2 separate regions of the Anas platyrhynchos genome follow, and region 1 is linked to region 2. The links are chromatin contacts, called in public Hi-C maps. All regions are on one chromosome and are shown on one strand. Each heading gives the region's core, a stretch centred on a gene start, on an enhancer-like site or on the middle of the called end of the contact. The rest is flanking DNA. Distances are from core to core; before and after follow the strand shown. Region 1 holds the start of MED28 (mediator complex subunit 28). Region 2 holds the start of LCORL (ligand dependent nuclear receptor corepressor like).

The links. A called contact is a pair of places that touch in the nucleus more often than the background predicts.
Region 1: a Hi-C map of subcutaneous adipose tissue shows a contact between it and region 2, with 2.2 times the contacts expected there. The contact joins the promoter of MED28 here to the promoter of LCORL in region 2. A contact is called at or near these places in 2 of 8 Hi-C or Micro-C datasets (liver and subcutaneous adipose tissue).

Annotation. Positions count from the first base shown.
Region 1 is chr4:63,584,199-63,588,859 of IASCAAS_PekinDuck_T2T, reverse strand. MED28 (mediator complex subunit 28) reads left to right here and starts at 1,757. Exons shown (of 4, transcript XM_027457340.3): 1 at 1,757-2,080; 2 at 2,169-2,235; 3 at 2,439-2,551; 4 at 3,009-3,300. The coding sequence starts at 1,913. The coding sequence ends at 3,206. It overlaps LAP3 (leucine aminopeptidase 3), which reads left to right. Exons shown (of 13, transcript XM_038178309.2): 12 at 472-584; 13 at 682-1,197. The coding sequence ends at 880. It overlaps FAM184B (family with sequence similarity 184 member B), which reads right to left. Exons shown (of 10, transcript XM_027457339.3): 10 at 3,856-4,512. The coding sequence ends at 4,498.
Region 2 is chr4:63,425,182-63,429,410 of IASCAAS_PekinDuck_T2T, reverse strand. It overlaps LCORL (ligand dependent nuclear receptor corepressor like), which reads right to left and starts at 1,427. Exons shown (of 8, transcript XM_072037745.1): 1 at 1,151-1,427. The coding sequence starts at 1,307.

The sequences.
Region 1 (4,661 bases), core at 508-3,007, 160 kb before region 2:
AGTATCTGCATCCTTTGATAACTTACTGCATATGCATAAGCTCTGCACTACTGACAGTAATTAGTTTTTGTTAACAAAGATTGTTGGTCTTGCTTAGCAATACCAAGAGAAATTCAGAGGCCTTGTGAGTGACTGAAGTGTGATAGATGAAGGAAGCCCCTGAAGGGAAGCATTTGAGAATATATACATTACCAGAAAATAAAATATATTGCAGGGGGGAAAAGTATTCTTTAGATTTTTGCCTGTTGACTACCATTAAAGTACCCAAAAAGGAGGCTTCATTGTTCTGCTTGCAGTGTGTTTCAGACCAATCAAAGCTAGACAAAGATAAGCATGCATAGTGGTGGTGCTTATAAATGCAGCTTTTTTTTTTTTTTTTTTTTTAAAAAAAAAAAAAAAAAAAAGGGAGGGTGGGGAAACACCAAAACTACCGTAGTGAACTTTACCCCAACTATTGCTGTTCTTTTTCAGGCCAGCATTTTGACAGGAGACCGAGTATGGAGAATGCCTCTTTTTGAACATTACACCAAGCAAGTAACGGATTCTCCTCTTGCAGACCTGAGTAACATTGGAAAGTATAGCAGGTAGATGTGCTAACAGCCTTTCCCTTCAGTGTATTAGTCTATTGTTTGTGCTGTTTGTGTTGTTTCTAAAGTGACACCATCTTTCTGCTTCCCACAGAGCTGGGGGAGCGTGCACAGCTGCTGCCTTCCTGAAAGAATTTGTGACTGCCTCTCACTGGGCTCATTTGGATATAGCTGGTGTGATGTCCAATAAAGATGAGGTGCCCTATCTTCGAAAAGGCATGGCAGGCCGGCCTACACGAACATTAGTAGAGTTTGCGGCTCGATTAAGTCAAGACAGTCACAATACCAAATAAATGCCTATTCTAAAATCATCCATTCTGCCTTAAAAAAAAAAAAAAAAAGTTAAGAAGTGTTAATAACGGAGTGCCCCAAACATATTTTCACTATAGTGATGACCTGTACCCACATTTTGTAAGTCATTACTGGGTAAGAACATCTCAAACTTGAGATTTGTCTCCCTCTGTTATGGAGTTTAAAATAAAAAGTTGCAGTTTGAACTATGTCGGGTATTAAATACCAAAACATGATCATGGAAAATACCTGAGCTCCTCTTTTGTATGTAAAGTAAGCATAATTATTGTAATCAATAAATCTCCTATTTGTGTGGGTACATCTGTTGATTTAGAGAGAAATAACAATAGGGGGGTGGTGTAGCTGTGTCTCTGTTTTGGGTGACTAATGGAGTAGGAAAGGTAGTGCTGGAGGGTTGTTAATAAAAGTTCCCTGAGAAGAAAGAAAAATGGAAGCTACCCTGGGTGTGCTGTGAGGTAGAAATGATGCACCCTTTATATACTGCTACGTGGCTTCAGCACAAAATTAAGTAGGATATGCTCTTATGGCTGATCTTTTAAAACTTCCCCTGTCCTCTGACTATAGTAATGGCTGAAAGAAGAAAGTTTTCCATGTTTTTTCCAGCCAGGTTGCTAGGTAGTTTATTCATGTTACACCATCACTGAAATGAAAGTGATTGGCAACGAAGGTAGTTCCAGAACCAGTGGAAACGTCAAACAGATTTAACGTTTATAATGTGCGGTGGGGGGGTTGCAAGATCCAGGCCCAGAGCTCCCCTTGGCCAGAAGCCTCCTGGAGCGCTGGGCTGGCACAAGCTGCAGCCGGACAGGGGCTGGAGGTGGAGTTTCGGGCCAGGAATGCCATTTTTGCTGCCTTTTTTATTTTTAATTCCTTATTTATGTTTCCACGTTATTTTATTTTACTTTATATTTGCCGCCCCGAGCTGAGGTAACGCCCGGCGGCAGGAGGGACTCGCCACGCCCGAGCCTGAGGCGCCGGGGCGCAGGCGCGGGCCGTGAGTGGAGGCGGCCGCCATGGCGGGCGCGCTGGGCGCCATGTTCGCCAACCAGCAGCCGGGGCCGCCGCCACCACCGCCGCCGGGACCTCCGGGGGGGCCCGGCCCTGCCGGCCTCATCCCGCCTCCGCCGGGGCCTCGCAACCCCAACAACACGCTCGTGGACGAGCTGGAAGCGTCCTTCGAGGTGAGGGGCGGGTCGGGATGGGGGAAGGCTGCGGCCGGCCGGGGCGGCGCGACCTCCTCTAACGGCGGTGCTTCTCCTCTCTCCTCAGGCCTGCTTCGCCTCGCTGGTGAGCCAGGACTACGTGAACGGCACCGACCAGGAGGAGATCCGCACCGGTGAGCGCCCGGCGGGGGGCTCGGGTATCCCTGCTTTGGGATACCTGCCCTTAAAGGCCCTCTTCGTACACCTAAAGGGTCTCTTCCTAGAAGATACTCTAAAAGGTGTTGTTAATAACATGTATATACAGATAAACAATATCAGCCTGTAATGATGTTGTGGGAATCTGTTCTCTCTCTCCATTCTGGTGTTCCACGTTTAGGTGTTGATCAGTGCATCCAGAAATTCCTGGATGTTGCAAGGCAAACCGAGTGTTTTTTCCTACAAAAGAGACTGCAGCTGTCGGTCCAGAAACCAGAACAAGTAATTAAAGAGGTACGCTTAAATGAGTTTGTATGCTTTAATTAGTTTGCCTATATCATGCCAGGCCAGGTATCCTGTGTACCAGTACAGTTAGAACACCTCATTCACACTAATTCAGGGTTTGTCAACGTGATGCTGTATCTAAAGTTGGTAAAACATGCTTGTTAAGGTACCTCTTGCCCCAGACCTGGAGAAGCTGGATGCCTGCTGCTCTGGGGAGCATTGGAGCACAAGGGCGAATGATTCATCTGAAGAAATGTTGGAAGTAATGAGCTCTGAAATAAATGACCTAGGCAAACAGAATGAAAAGCATCTGCAGTGCTTTTTGTCTTAAGTGCTTTTCCAGTGTTAGAATTCCTATAAGATCAATGTGAAAACTTAAACTAAAAATTACATGCACTTTATTTGAGGTTCTTTATTATTCTTAGGAATATTATTTACTTACTAATACCTATTTTCTCACTTATAGGATGTTTCAGAGTTAAGAAATGAATTGCAGAGAAAAGAAGCATTAATTCAGAAGCATTTGAGTAAACTGCGGCACTGGCAACAGGTCCTGGAAGACATCAGTGTGCAACACAAAAAACCTGCAGAAATGCCTCAGGGTCCGTTAGCTTACCTAGAACAGGCGTCTGCTAATATTCCTGCTCCAATGAAGCAAACATGATCTTTGAATTTACATAGTTAAATGTTTTGAATGATGCAAAGCATATACTTTTTGTATAAAGTAATTTGTACAATAAATATGAGTTAAGACAGAATTAAGTGAAATAAATTATCTTTTTCTACCCACCCCCCCCCCCAAAATGCTTGAGAATTAAGTGTTTTGTGATCCGGTAATTATCCTTCAGTGCCATTGTAGAAGCACCCTTTGAATTGTATGTAGTTCAGGTAAAGAGTGTGCTTTTTTGACGTGAACTGTCCATCTCCACTGGGCTTTCACTCCCCTCATGAAGGGCACTCGGGATATACAGATTTCTTTATGGGTGTCTTCTTTTAAGAATAACACCTCTCCTCCCCAGCAATGAGTTGGTTGGTGTGATTTGATAAGTTTAGTCATCCACCTACTTTGCATTTCAGTGGGCGTGAGAACAATACTGATTGTACAAAATCGCAAACATGCATCTCCCATAAATTTGTAACCTCTCAGTGTATCAGTATCAGTCTGACTCACGTGTTACCATAACAGCACTATTGTGCAAAACATGGAAATCATTGGTTTACAACCAAATTTTAATGTTCATACTTAGATGTTATCCTGATTTATTAGGCCGATTGACTGTTATATGTGACAAAGTGCACCAGGAATACATGGCAATAGTGACTATACAAACCAGTTTATTAAGCAAACCAGAAAGTATTTCTAAAACAGATGGCTATAAGCATGCTACTCTCAGATGTATGTCACATGCCTTACAGCATAAAACAAATTTAACAACAAAAAAACCCTTACAAATATAAAATTGCATTACTATATTATATGCAGAAATGGTTTCAAGCAGCTGATGAAGCAAGTATACAACCTACAGGAAGCACATAAGAAACGTCTTCAGTTGGGGTCCCTCTGACAGGACATTTCAGGGAACAAATTGCATATTTCATGTAATTGTAGAGTAGTACATTATCTTGAATAAAAATTTTCACATAACAAAATGCAGATTTTTTTTCTTCATTTTTCACAGAGATTGTTAAAAAATGCATTTTACTGAAATCCGTACATATAATTTCATTTTAATTTGATATAAGCATAGTTGTCCCTACTTATTTACTTGGAAATCATGTTTGATTTTTTTTTTTTCATAAATCATACATTGCATTATCATTCCTTAAGAGAAAACAGAAACAGCTTTTCTAGTAATTCTGAGGAATAAGTAAACTTGCTTTAAAACGAAAAATATTTAGTAAACCATTCTTGATGCTGAGGGTCTTGGGTTTGGTTGTCTTTAGTTTGTGGTGGTTCATTGCCGTGTGTCCTGTGCAAATAAACAAACATTAGCAACATTAGCATTGCTTACAATCTTACTAATATTTAACACTAAATTTCATGGAAAAACTTAAAATTCAATGATTGGACCTGTGCTTAGATGATGTGTGTGAGGCCAGAAGGTGCCAGCTGCAACTT
Region 2 (4,229 bases), core at 178-2,677:
ATGCTTCATATATAATTCGTGCGAGGTATCGGCCCGTCAGCTCTAGCAGTGCACTGTGATGTCTGTGCCAGCGAACGAGCGCTTTTTATGTATTCTAATTAAATTTCATCCTTTCCACAGAAGTGGGAGAGGAGTATAGGAGTATGTGGAAACGCGTTTTGTTTTCTAAAGAGCGTTATGTTAAACGGGAAAGGTTACAGAAGTGCACTACGTACAGGTGCAGTAGTACACACACAGGTGTTTGACAGCACACACGACGGAGCCACCAGGCTCCCCAAAACACGCAGCAGCAGCACCGGGACAGGGTCACCCCTCGGTCACCCCCTTCCAGGGCTCTGCCCGCCGGCCCTTTGGGACCGAGGCTTTTTGGGGCCGGAGCAGGGCGAGCTCCGTCGAGACAAGCGAGCGGCCCCGGGCACGTGGGTGCCTCAAAACAGAAGGAAAAAAAAAACACAAAAACAATAAAAGGGGGGGGTAGGAGGGAAGAGAGCACAGGCACAAAAGCCCGGGGCCGAAGCGAGGAGCGGGCGGCGCAGCGCGCACCGGGGCAGGCGCCGGGCGCGGCCCCGCAGGTACCCGGGAGCGCGCCCCCGCCCCGCCCCGCCCGGGAACGGCGCCAGGGCCCCGCGCGCCCCCGCGGGAGGGGGGCGTCACGTGACCCGAGGGGGGAACCTCGCGGCCGGGGCAGCCCCGGGGTGGGGGGGGAGTGAGGGAGAACTGCCGTCGCCATGACAACTTCCCGGGGGGAGGGAAAACTTCAAATCCCAACCGTCAGTGCAGGAGCGGCTGGCTCTTAAAGGCGCACACACACCACCCCCGCCGCTCCCCCCCCCCCCTCCCCGCTCAGACACCCGCGATGGAAGAAGGGGCGGAGGTGGGGGGGCGGCGGGGAGCCGAGACAAAAGGAGCCGGAGCCGGGGAAGGGGGCGAAGGCAGGGCCCGGGCGGCCCTCAGCCGAGCCGCGGCGCCCACCCCGCGCTGCCCGTTGGCGGCTCAGGAGACCTCGGCTCGCCCCCCAACCGCCCCTCACCGCCGCTGCCAGCCGGAGGGGGAGGCTCGGGCTGGGGCTGCCGTGCCCGCTCCCCGCCGCCGAGCCCCCCCGAGCTTTCAGCGCCCCGCTCCCCGCCCGCAGCCCCCTCCCGGCGCTTACCCACACAGTGCATGAGCCGGTGCCGCCAGGAGTCGAGTTCGCGGCGGACTCCCCTGCGCTCCGCCGTGCAGCGGGGGCTCCGGCACTGCGAGGAGGAGGCGGCGGCGGCAGGAGGAGCGGGAGCCGCGGCGGCCATTCTGTCTGTTCCCTTTTCCATCTGCCTCTGACCTCACGCCCGCTCATTTACATACGAGCGCGCGCTCCCCCCCCCCTCCTTCAAACCTCAGCGAGCGCGTGCCCGCGCCCAACCGCCCCCCCCCCCCCCCTCACCTCCTCCTCCCCCCTTAGCATCCGGGGCGGGGAGCGCGCGCGCGCGCCGCCTGGCGGGGTGATTGACACGTGTCCACCCCCTCCTCCCTTCCCGCCTTCCGGGCTCCTCACCGCCCCCCCCCCCCTTCCTCCGCTCCCTCTCCCCGCTCCGGGTCGGTAACCGGGCCGCCAACCGGCCCCCCCTCCCCGCTTCCCATCGATGTCCCCCCCCCCCTCTGGCCTACAAATCCCGAAGGGCAGCGCGCCACCTGCTGCAGCCCCGCGGGGGGAGGTTGTGCAGCAAAGCATGCTGGGAGTTGTAGTCCGCAGAGGGGAGCCGGGAGGGGGGGCAGCCGAACGCCCACCCCAGAGCCATCCCCAATGGGGGGTGTAAGTGGCAGTAAGCGGCCAGCAGCAGCTCGGCAGCTTCCTCGCTTCCTCCTTCTCCACCTCAGATCTGTTGCGAGCGCCTCGTGTCTTTTATTTGCCCTGAACTTCCAACAGTCACCGGCTTCGCCTCAGAAGCAGCGAAACCCAAGGCAACTCTTGCAAGGCATCGTCAGAGCCCACACAGAGTAAACACAATCGTGTGAGGCTAGGATGCATCGGTTTCAAACTAATAATAAACTCTGAAGGAAAAACTATTAAAAATGTATTTAGATATATTATTCTTCACAAGATGGGCTTAAGAAATCTGTTTGTGCTTTTGCTACTCGTGCAAAACTTTGCAGATATTTCCTTCTGAACTCGTTGAAGATGCTTTTCTGGGCAAGGGACGTGTTCAGGGATTGCCTGCAAATGAAGATCACCTTTGTTTCCACTGGAATGAACTGAGCTTTTGTAACAGATGACAGGTCACGGCTTTTATCCCTTTTAATTTTATTTTTTTCCCAAAGAGATTTTATAAAAATAAACTTGGTCATTTGTGTAAAGCAGCTAATAGAGCTTAATGAATTCAGCACACAGCAATTTTAAAAACTATTCATTTAATTGAACCCCGGAGATTATCATAGTTTCATATGGACACAAATGTCCTTCACCTGAAGAGGTTTTTTTTTTTTTTTTTGATGCCTATGTTTAAATAAAGAATTGACAAGACACTACCCCCACCTCCTTTTGTTCATTTATACAATTTTTGCTCTAGTTGCAAGTCCCATTCGAGAGACTTCTCCAGGCACTGCAGGAAAAAAGAACTAAACGTGGCTGACCAAGCTGGAGGGCAAATTTCAGGGAGAGGGAGGGAAGGCAAAAGAATTTCAAACTGCCTCGACTTAGTATTCCTAGGCCTTCTGAAAATACTGCCTAGCTGTCAGACATGCTAGGCACTAGGTATTGAACAGCTCCCTCCCTTTGAGATGCTTTATTCTTCCAAATCTAAAACTAAAGCAGGCAACCCAAGGATCTTGTTTAGTTGAACCCTCAGGGGTGGTGCTTTTAAATTAATTGTATTGGTTTTCCTTCTGTATCAAAATGACTTCCTAGCCAAGAGATTACTGCTTGCATGGACTTGGACTTCATTTTATAGAAGCGATTCCACTGTTGTGAACAAGGAAACTCCAAGACTGACTGAGGGCAGAGCCAGGGGCAGTGACGGCTAATTTTAACTTGGTTCATTTTAGCTGCCTATCCTAGCTAATTTTTCTGGGATCAGAGAGTCAGTTAACTTAGAAATGGCTCTGGAGGCAAAGTCCAGTACAATTTTGTTTAAAGCTATAAGAATTACTATTATGGTCTTTAGGCATGTTTCTTCTCTCATATATTAATTTGTGGGTAAAGACAAAATAAAATTGTCACAGGAGCTTATCTACAACCCTATCACAATCTGAAATGTTGAATTATTTTTTTTTTTAAATGCATATTGGGGAGATTGAACTGTCTTATTGATACATTGCAAAACTGTTCATCACCAAAACCTCTTTATAATTAATCCCCAAAGATGAAATTCACTCCTGTACAGACAGCTTTGCGTGGCTCTTTGTCACATAAGCACTGCTTTGTGGAAACTGGGAGTAAGGATGAAGTGTAATTAAAACAGTCTAACTTGAACAGACAAAGCCTTTGCAGATGGTATCTTGAAATGAGTATGTCCTGAAATGGTGAACCTCCCCCCTTACATGAACACAATTTGTAAATCTTGAAATTGTCAGTGTTTCTGGTAAAACAAAAAGTGTTAAATAATGAATTGTACAATAGCTTTATGAATGAGTATTGCAGAGAACTATTAATATTTGAAAGATAAATGACAACAGAAAACAAGGGTTTGAAGAATAAATGCTAGGGGAGATTTCACAATAAACACTGACATGATCATTTGGGTAAAGGATCTAGCTAAACTGAACAAGCGATATTTAATAATCACTGTGAACGTTAGGTTACCAAAATATAACTGCTTAAATCTATATGCAATATACATATTCCAGTGATTTAGTACATTATAAAGATGCATAAGATCACAATCTTATATGCTAAAATACCGCAAACTTCACAGATTTAGGCTGATGCACTGAACTGTGAAATGCTGAATAGCCAACAAATGTTTAATTCTGCTGCTTCCCCTAAGGGATGGCAGCTTCCACCCAAGAGAGGTAGGCACAGACAGCTAGCAAATGATAAATATTTTGCCACTGTGGTTTGATATGTATGGTTTAGGGCATAACTGATCCACCTACTCTTTCAGCTACCGCCAGCAGATACCTCCACTATTCCAGGTTTGATATACAGCCTACTCTTTTTCCTCCAGTGAAGGAGGAAAGTAGCCTCCAGCAGCAGAAACCAGACCTGCAGCTGTAGTGCAGTGCAGCAGGAGTGCTATGAGAAACCTGCCCATGGC